Regions from separate parts of the Hordeum vulgare genome. Here region 1 is linked to region 2. The links are chromatin contacts, called in public Hi-C maps. All regions are on one chromosome and are shown on one strand. The core of a region is the stretch at or near the end of the contact, and the rest is flanking DNA. Distances in the headings are between cores, read along the strand shown.

What was found. A called contact is a pair of places that touch in the nucleus more often than the background predicts.
Region 1: a contact with region 2 is called in a Hi-C map of seedling, with 3 times the contacts expected there. The contact joins the enhancer-like site here to the promoter of LOC123410779 in region 2. A contact is called at or near these places in 1 of 6 Hi-C or Micro-C datasets (seedling) and 1 of 1 datasets of contacts at active chromatin or transcription factors (embryo).

The regions. Positions count from the first base shown.
Region 1 is chr7H:506,226,021-506,231,378 of MorexV3_pseudomolecules_assembly, forward strand. No RefSeq gene overlaps it. Among protein-coding and RNA genes, the nearest start is that of LOC123409175, 58 kb to the right of the region's middle. Within about 2 kb of position 3,696, at least 3 of the 3 cell types and tissues checked have open chromatin away from gene starts, as enhancers often do. A contact at or near this core is called in seedling, where this site is marked.
Region 2 is chr7H:506,043,314-506,048,496 of MorexV3_pseudomolecules_assembly, forward strand. It overlaps LOC123410779 (transmembrane protein 258), which reads right to left and starts at 3,121. Exons shown (of 4, transcript XM_045103717.1): 1 at 3,010-3,121; 2 at 2,821-2,921; 3 at 713-791; 4 at 383-622. The coding sequence starts at 3,012. The coding sequence ends at 575.

The DNA of each region.
Region 1 (5,358 bases), core at 2,446-4,945, 180 kb after region 2:
ACCCTGACCTTATCCGGGTTAAAACATCGATTGGGTCATGTGGGAGCCGGCTTACATGAAGCGATGATACTCCATGGGCTACTAAGCCGCCTTCTTTGAAACTTGGTTAAACCTGCTTGTCTGCATGATGCTACTCCGAACCCCGTGTACTCTCGATATGTCAATCCAGTTGGACCCCGAACTATCCAAGTTAAAACATCGATTGGGTAGTGAGTGTCGGCTTACAAAAAGCGAGGATATTCCATGGGCTATTAAGCCGCCTTCTTTGAAACCTGGTTAAGCCTGCATGTCTGCATGATGCTACTCCGAACCCCGTGTACTCTCGATAAGTCAATCCATTTGGACCCTGAACTATCCAGGTTAAAACATTGATTGGGTAGTGAGGGCCGGCTTACAAAGAGCGAGGATAAACCAATGGCTATCATGCTAGTTTCATTGAAGTAAGATTCAAATCTCATAAACCAACACTATTCTATCATATACATGCATCATCTTGCATTGCATCATGCATCATACATACATATCATTCCGATCCTCAAACCGGGTCAAAGCATAAATTCTTGCAGGTGCAAATAAATCTTTGAATAGCCAATTTGGCTGGATTTTCATCATGGTTTATCATAACCAGTGTTAAATGATTGGGGTTTTTAAGCCAGCTCAGAAGAATTAACTATAGTCGAAGAGCCGTCCTATCACATATAATGTCGGGTAATTTAATTGACCAGCTCTTGGATTTCTCAAACTTATGGATTTCTGAGACATATATGTGTCGGGTTACATTGCAACCACGGTCAAGGATTAATTTCATCACAAAGGCATCATCAGAGTGGATATGATTTAATTTTACAATGGAAGGAATAGTCCCGAGTCGCTGGAGGCACACGACCCGGCACTTGGGGGCTACATTATTCAAATCAAGATTACATCAAAGTATGAAAGTCCCATGTCGCTGCAAGCATGCACCATGACACTTGGGGCTAATGCAAACTGCTCTTTCAAATCATCACATCATTAATAGACCCGACTATTTCAAGGAGATAAGCTGGCCCTGGCGGGCTACGGGTCGCTCTTTATTCAAGTATGGATTCAAGGAAAAACCGGATCATCATTCTTATAATGACCCGAACCATGGGGGCTACACATTGCCACTCAAGTTTACATAGTCAGATCTACAAAGTCCCTGCTCATTATTACATAATGATCCGTCCCTTGGGGGCTACATCATATGATGTTTTATTTTCAAAGGAGAGGAACGTGGAAGTCCCGAGTCGCCGCAAGACAACCCGGCACTTGGGGGCTACAACACTCAGTTGTTTTACATATCATAAGGTACAAACTGAAGACCCGGCCCTTCACACACCGATGAGCCGGCCCTTGGGAGCTACATGGTCAAAGATATTATTGAAAATCTCCAAGTCATCACGAACTGATAAACTTGGAGCTTGGGGGCTACAGGTAATATGGATACATCAAAAAATTGAAGAGCACATTTCATTTCATCATGAAGCTGAAGCATTGAGAGACTGACTTAACATATTTTTTATCTAGTTGAAGCATTGAAAGAACGACTCAACGTCACATGGATTTCTTTTAATTTGATCAAGTCAATTGGAGTTCAGTTGTTTGACGGAGCATTACCAACAATCATGACCCGCCATTATCAATTATGACCCGCCGAAGCAAGAGAAGCCGGTTCAAACATTGTGTGGATTTCTTATGCCCCTAATTTACATCAAGCCAAAGCATTGTAGGCCAATTCAATGGCATATGTATTACAAAGGATGTGTACCTGCAAGATGATTGTAAAGACGGTTCATATAAAGAAGAAACCCGGATTTTCAAAGGGGCCACTTCATTGAATTAAGCCAGCCAGTGGAACAGGCTGGTCCCTGAACATATCTATTATTCTGATTTTAGGAGCTTATCTTGAATAAATTCAAGCTAACCTGGGGGCTAATGTCGGGGATAGACCCCGCGGTGTAATCTGGCTGAAAGTATGACCCGGCTGGGACTTTGTGACTCATCGAAGACTCAACAGTGACCCGATGGGCGACTCATATTTGACCCCGTAGGCGACTCAGACAAACGGAGAAGGCCCAAGGCCCGGCGTACACCTTGGAATAAGGCGACTCATAGAGAGTCCAGGAGGATCGGGTCACACAAAAGGCCCAAGAAGAGGAAAGACTCCCCCGAGGAGGAAACAAGACCCGGATTAGGATTCAAGAGAGACTAGTCCTATTCCTACTCCTAGTAAGACTCTACATGTAAACCTACTCCTTCCACTTATATAAGGAGGAGTAAGGCGCCCCAAGAGGGACAAGTTAAGTTAAGTTAGACTGAGCCATGACAAGTTCAAGTCATTAGAGATAGACATATTAGACACCCTCGAGATTAGAGGTACCGATTCCGCACCCTTGTAATCGAGATCATCATCTTCATCAATGAAACACAAGCAGGACATAGGCTTTTACCTCCATCGGAGGGGCCGAACCTGGGTAAACTTGCGTCTCTCGATTCCAACCAACCCCTCTCAAGACGCCACATGGTTGCGATGGCCTCACACCTAAGTTCTCTCACGAGGACATATGCCATGACAACCACGCCAATAGCCAAACAGTGGTTTGCTAGATTGTAGAAAGGTTACAGGTTGTCATGGCAATGTTGGGAGGCTTATTTAACACGTGGTAGGCAGCGAGACATAACGAAAGAAACGATACAACTAGCATGCCATTGATAGTAATGGTACCTAGGGAAATGATCATCTTGCCTAAGATCCTGCTTGGAAGAAGAACGAATCCATGAAGCAGAGTCGAGCGGATCCTCACACTCTGAAACGGTTTGGAACACTATCAAGAATAAGCAAACCGGAAACAGAATAAACACACAATATTCACCACGACACATGCATGATATGATGCACAACCTAATATGATGCACGTTCATTTCAATTATACAAGGCATGGCATGGCAATCCACAACAATCAACCGCTACACGTTAAGTGAAGCTCAATATGCAACGAGTTGCATATTGACGGAACTCCACATTTAATTATTTAGTTCACTCTCTTTTTTTAACACGACAATATTAAATGTTGTTAAACATTGCAAGAGGTGAAGCGCAAATAAGCTACCTATCTAGAGATTTTAAATTTGGCCGGAAATGACATATAACATCTCCAAAACGACCCACATGCTAACTTTAAAATATGTCCAGATTTATCCTAAACATATTTTATGCTTGTTAAACAGCAAAACAAAGTGGTTCGCGTGAAACTGCGCGTCATTCTAGTCGGTTTACATATATAACTCACCTCCCATGGAGTTATGGATCACTAGGTACGAATTAAACCGCTTTTAACACGTTGTCACAGAAACCAGTGCAAACAGCACTTTAAATATATTTAAATATGAATGAGAGTTGGAAACAATTAATCTACGTAAAATTCTGCACATTCTACATATACAACTTGCTGCGATCCGACGCACGGATTAAAAGTTACGGGTGTTATAAAAAAATGCATGTTTTTCTGAAATTATTAAAACCTGGAATAATAGACAAATCGCATGACACAGAAAAATACTAGTGGGCCAAATCTGGCTCTGGCCCAACAGATCAGTGGGCAATAGGGCGCTCACGCTCGGCTGGGCCTTGTGGAGGCTCGGGCCGGCTGGAGCTGCTGGGCCTCGGGCAGAGGCACAATGGGCCAACGCGGGTGGGCACTGGTGGGCCAAGGGCGAAGCCGGCCCACTTGGTGCGAGTCAACGGGGCTCAGCCGTCCGATCTCGATCGGATCGGGCGAGGCGGTCGCGATCAGCGAGGCAGGGTGAGCGCAACGGCCACCACGCCGGCGGCTAGAGCGAGGCGCGACCTAATCCAGCCACGGGGAGGCGGCGGAGGCACGGGACCGGCCCGACAGCGGAGATGCGGCGGAGCTTGGGGCGGCTGTGTCGAGCTCCGAGCTCGGGCAACCATGAAGGCGGCCACCGATGTGGACGGGGCGCGGCGGCGAGGCTGGTTGGCGGCGGGACTGCTGGAGGGGAGCCGCGCGACAGGGTGGTGGTCGGCAGGCGGGCTCCGGTGAGGCGCCGACCATGGCGACGCGGAGGGGCGGCACATGCATGCGGGAGCGAGGCAAGGGCGGCTCGGGAGGAGACGTAGCCGGCGGGTGCTCGGGCACAGGAGGAGCGGCGGCGCGACCCGGGCCCGGGGAGGGCCGGATCTGGGATCGGATGGGCCTGGCAGCGGGGAAGGAGTGAGAGGTTTACCTGGGGCTATGGAGAGTGGCAGCTAGCGATTCGGGCACGGATCCCGAGGTGAGGATGTTGGGTGTCTACTTATAGAAAAAGGTCTATGGTTTTCAGATTTCGTCCGAATTGGGACCGCGGGATCGCGATCGGACGGCTCCGGCGATGGCTAGGGGCTAAGATAGATTATTGGGTTGTGTAGAGTGGTGGTGGGATAATAAGAGAGAAAAGTTTGCGGCCCGACACAATATTTTTAACACCGAAAAAATGTCCGACGATAAACGGAAGACGGTGCCGCTACGGTCAACCGTTCGGATATCAAACGGACTCCGATTGCGACTAAATTTGGCAGGCGGCCTACCTACATTAAAATAAGACCGCATGCCAAGTTTCAACCCAATCCGAGAATGTTTTATACACACTTTAATATCAATATTTTAATGATATCGCGGGTGCGTGCGTGTGTGGTTGGTCTCGAAACGGTCAATGACGAAAAGGAGAGAACGGACAACTAATTAGGGATACAAGTTCTGAAAAGTGGCGGCAAGAGAGTGCCGATGCAATGCAGATGGTGCGAATGGTGCGATGATGAATGCGGCAAGCAAAATAATCCCAGGGTGGCAAGTGAACAAAAGGGGAATCTTGTGGAGCGTCGGTCTCGGGTTGTTACAACTCTCCTACACTAACAAGAGATCTCGCCCCGAGATCTCAGAATGAAAGAGGGAAGAGGATGAGAAAGAGCAAGAAGTAAAACTTAGTTGCTTCTTCGCAAACGAGTGAAACCAACGATCCTTGAAGGTTGCGAAGGGGTTGAAGAACGATATGAGGAACAAGCAAGAATTCAAACAAAATTTCGGCAACACTTCGGTAGGAAAGGAGGACAATTTTTGATAAGATGGAAAGATCTTTAAAGGATTCACAACGAAACAAATAAAATGATAAGCAAGGAAAGAACATGACCTTGGAAAACTCTGATGATTGAATCAAAAGAGCACAAACTTGAAGAAGTCTTAAAAGAACCACCGGTAAGAATTTGAAATGAAAGATGATAATACAAATGAACTGGGCTACATGAGGATACAAATAGCATGATTCGATTAGAGAAATACTTAA
Region 2 (5,183 bases), core at 1,871-4,370:
CCTTATTTACAGACAGAAATTGCACAAGCAAGCCTGACACCAGTTACATCGCCTCACTTTTTTTATAAACCTTGCTGATCACAGAAACCAAACCTATGTCGGTGAAAAAGCTCTAGGACACACAAGTATATCTTCATTAAATCTCCTTATCTCCTTATTTTTATACACCTCGTATATTCACCTTATTGATGAAGCTCGACGATGGAGTTGAGGGTGTTGTGCACATAGAAGTCAACACATTAATGTTTAGTTAATATGATGATTTCCATCCATATCATTCATGTAATCCATAGAAAAGAACTGGTTTCAACTTTCAACAATATAACAATTCAAATGTACCGAGTAGAAAATGGGTTGTGGCTTTTGTAAAACAAGCAGCAAGTGAAGGTGGGATCAGATGGTATGTTGATAATTATAGAGTTTTCACCACACTGGTCTAACTTTGACTTCTCATCCTTTTGAGTAAAACATGTCCATAGTACTACTGCATATTCTCCAGGAACAACACAATCTTAATTCTTTTAGAACTTGGCAGATCCTAGCTACACAAACTAAATGCTTGCACAGCCGATCGTCAGACATAAACACCGCTTGCAAGGAGCACAAACAGAGATCCAAAGCCCTGTGAAACAATTAAAAAGCCAACTTAGATGTGCATCAATCACCCTATACAGAATTGTGAAACAAACCAACAGTCTTTTCAGGGGCATACCAGGAACACAGAAGCAATGGACGCTGTGACCATCTCCTTTGCTAAACTACGGTTCCGCCTGGAAGTCGTGGCTTCATAACTGAAATGGACAAGATTGCTGGTTAAATTTTTGTATGCAAATTACAAGTGCTGAATACTTAGTCAACTTCAATAATTGAATCTTGCACCAACATCTCTGTTCAGTAATCAGTTTCACATTGCCTCCAGATTTCATGTGTATCCTTCCTAATTAGCTATGTCTATGCCTACAAGCACCACAGACAAAATAGATATTGAATCACAGTGCTGAAGCTTGTTCCCATTATGAACTTGTGGTCAATTTGCAGATGATACAAAATACTATACGACTGGTTCAGTTACACTTTAGATATGTTCTGATTAAGAAGTATCATCATGTGATAACTCAAAAACCCAGGACTAGGTGTATTTTCAGATTTTTCGGATTTCAATTCTAGGAATACTTCCCGATAAGGTATTATCTCTGAGGTTGCTTTAGATAAACAGAATGAGGCCATCAAAAGTCCATATGATTCCTAATAAGAGGTTGGATTTTTTCCCATTTGTTTCCAATACCAGTAAGATTTAGCAGCTCATGACATCCAATTCTATGTTTTTCCTATTTCTGTATTTTTATTCCCGAATTCCAAGGGCTGCTTCGATACATAGGATAGAAAAATGGAGGATTGTTATGACCTGCCAACTTGAATCCTATGGAATTGTAAAACAAAGGAATTGGCACAAGTGTGTGTTTGATGGAAGCATAGTAATTTTTCCATGGGCTCAAGACTTATGCAAATTTCCTATGAAATAAACTTGGAAAAGTTCCATAGGAATGATTCGTAAGGATTGCATTCTTACAAATTAAACAACACCTACAGGAAAGATGCCATAGGATCACAATCCTATGAAAATCCTGTGACAATCTCATGAACAAAGGACCACCAAAGAGGCCTAAACTGTAAGTGACCTTGTTTCTTATGTTTTGGTAAGCATAGCAATAATGTGTAATACATACTCATTGGTTAAGAGCCTTAAAGACAACGATGTTGATCACAGTTTATGGAAATAACCATATCATAAACTTGGCTGGGACAAAGACTAACCGGCGTGGATATATTAGTCTAAGCTGCACAATTTATACATAGTAAATAACAGGTCTAACTGAGTTTCTCTTTGTTCCTGAGTTAAACACAATGGTAAACAGTGTTCTTCGATGCGTTTTATTTATATTATTAAATAGAAAATGCAATCAGAAGCTTTGCTACTTTTCACCTGTTTGAGTATGCACTACAAGCTCATTGAATTTAATTGCTTTGATTCACAAGTGTACTATTATTACCTTTTATTTTTTGTGGTAAGTAATAAAAGAAAATGCATCAATGGGCAGCAACAAGAACAAGAATCATTCCATTCCACAGGAAAAGAATTCAAGAGCACTGCTATGCCTATACGTATGATACCTTCTATCCGATTACTGTATGACACGTGTTAACGGCCATCCATGGATTGTAACCGTCTATCACAGCTTTGCACGAAAATTGGACGTGAAGATGTCGTATGCATAGTGATTTCGGTTCCAAAAGTGGCTCATGGGTCTGCCCTCCTGTTCTGTTCTAGCAGCCCAATAATAATCTACTGGATCCAGGAAATCCAAATCAAGTGTTCAATGCAAGCAATTCCTTTATCTGACAAGCAGAAAAATTGGTGCAAGAGTTACTGAACTCAGTCCACACCAAACCTCAAACCTAACTAAGTAAGCTCACCTATCGAAACTGAAGCCACCAAGGCAAGCGCATTTGTTATCTCTGTCACGCAGGATCGAAACGCTATTTGGGCAGTGAAAAGATGCCAAAGACAAAACAACCTAGACTCATCGTGGCTGGGTTTCTCCCCTAGAGGATGCCACCACCTACTACAGGAGCTAATTATTTGACAGCACAAGAAAGTACAACATCAGATCCCTTATCCCAACCCGCGGATGGACCAATTCCGCTCGGTCCCAACTCCCAAACACACGCAGCCGCCAGGCGCACCAGATCGGATCAAGCCATCGATCTGCACGAATCGCGCGAGGAGCTGGGGAGATCGGAATCGGGCGGATGACTTACATGAAGAATGATGCGGTGAGCATGAGGCCGACGGAAACCATGACGATGGCCAGCGTCGGGTACCATTCCACCGGCACGGGGCTGGAGATCGCCTTGGCCGCCTGCGAGGACATCACCGACGGCGCTTAGGTACCTCGCGAAACCCTGGAGAGCCTAGATCACCAGAGGGGCTAGGGTTTATGGGCTTACCATCTCGTCGGATCTGAGCTGAGGCTGCTCGTCGTCGTCTCCTCTCCGCCGCGACGAACTCTTGTGGTCTGGTGGGCAGAGGACAGAGAGTAAGAGAAGGCTGGATTTGTTGAGGCGCAAGGATTTTCTTGGGCCGTCAGTTCCGGTTGCAGAAAATGGGTTACGAGATAAGCGCCGGCTAGGAGAACCAGCGCCCACACGCCTTTCATAATGGGCCGGCCCAGTTTTAAGGCGGAATTTTTTATAAAAAAATAGCAAAAACAGATTGAACATAAAAAGTTCACAAATTTTGAAACAAAAGTTTCACGAATTTGAAGAAAAATCATTATGATCTAAAAATATCACAATTTTTTTAAAAGTTCACAAAATTTGAAAATAAGTTCATGAATTCGAAAAAAGTTTTTAAAAAGTTTGTTGAACTGGAAAAAAAGTTCATAAATTTTTTTATAAAAAATTAAAGAAAGTTCATCCATTTCAAAAAAAAGTTCATTAAATGTCAAAAAAGTTTATAATTTTTTAAAAAAGTTCACCCATTTAAAAAAAAGTTCATCAAATCTCAAAAAAGTTCATAAATATTCAAAAAACTTCATAGAATTTTAATTAAAAATTTAGAAAAATTTGAAAAGGGTTCATTGATTTGGAAAAATATTTGTTCATTTGAAAAAAAAATAAAAAAATGGCAGCATTTTTTAGAAAAAATAAAAAATATATATATAAATGAAAAATTGATAAAAATAGTAAAGAAAATAAATAAAAAGGAAAATAAGATAAACCAAAGAAAAACCTGTCTTGAAGAAACCATAATGAAAAAAATCATCTAGGAAGCTTCTAGAACCTTCACAAAACCGGAACCCCCCCTTCGCTCGGCCGGCCCATGACCGAACGTTGCACGCGCCGTTTAAGAAAAATACACTTTAACCGGTGCCTGCAGCGCCAAATAGGATTTGCCTATGAGATACACTGGGCCCGGAGTCGAAGAATTTGTGGATCGAATTTGAAAACCCGCTTGCGACTGCTTAGTCTGAATCCTTATTGAGCGCCAATGGGTGTGTTTGGTAGATGTTCTAACTTATTCCTTTTGTTCCTAAATATAAATCTTTTTAGATATTTCATTAGGGGACTAAATACTAACATACTTAATACATATAACTGTAGTTGTTTGGTAGCAATGTATGTACTAATACATGCTGAGTTGAGACTATTTTTGATAGGCTGCATCAAAGGAGACCGTGTTGTCGTGAGTATGTTTTTTTTACGAACGATCGTGAGACTATGTTTGATAGCCTCTATCTGAGGTAGGCTGCATGAACAAAAAATTTGGTGCCAAGAGAATACTGAAACAACATTTGGATACTTCACTAAACAATTCAAGCAATAAAATGTTACCATGCCAATATAATTTTAACAATGATAATGTGAAGAAAATAAATAACATAACACATAATAACATAATTTGTAGTTGGTTGTGCATCACTAGATTCGTATTACATAAGAAATAATAACCATAATTTGTAGTAGTGCATCACTACATTCATATTACATAGTTGCATTCGAAATACACTTTATAATAGGCATTACAAAAGGGATAGTCTCAACAAGCACCAAATAAAAAATTCAGGATTGGCTTTCAAGATACGTTTGAATGATGTTTGACGGACTTCAATATCTATCTTCACAAAGTTAAGGTCTTTTGCCTTATGTTTCGTGAGATAATCTAAGACAACCAAGTGCTCATGTTGATCAAACACAATAATGTCCATGACAGCCTTCTACAAGTGAGGGTGTGTTTCAGCATGGCAAGTGTTGTTAATAGCACTTGCAATGTCACGCATAGCATCAATCATGTTGCTACACTCGATTGAGTCCTCCTCAGTCAAACCAGATGCCCTTTTCTCTTTTTATTTTAGGTAGGTGAAGGGTCATAAGTGGTACTAGTTGTAGGAAGTACAAAGTTAGACCCACGAAGATGTTGCAATACCTCATCGGTTGTTCCTAGCCCCTCCATGGCATTGGGTTTATCTGTGTCTTCCACAACAATAGGCGTTCCAAGTGGCAACTGGTGGCCATTGCATAATTCCTAGTGGCTTTCTTATTAGCAAAGCAATGTTCCATATAGTTGCAGTTCTTAAGTGGGGAATTGAGCAATTTAGCATCCACTGGATCCTGCAACACTA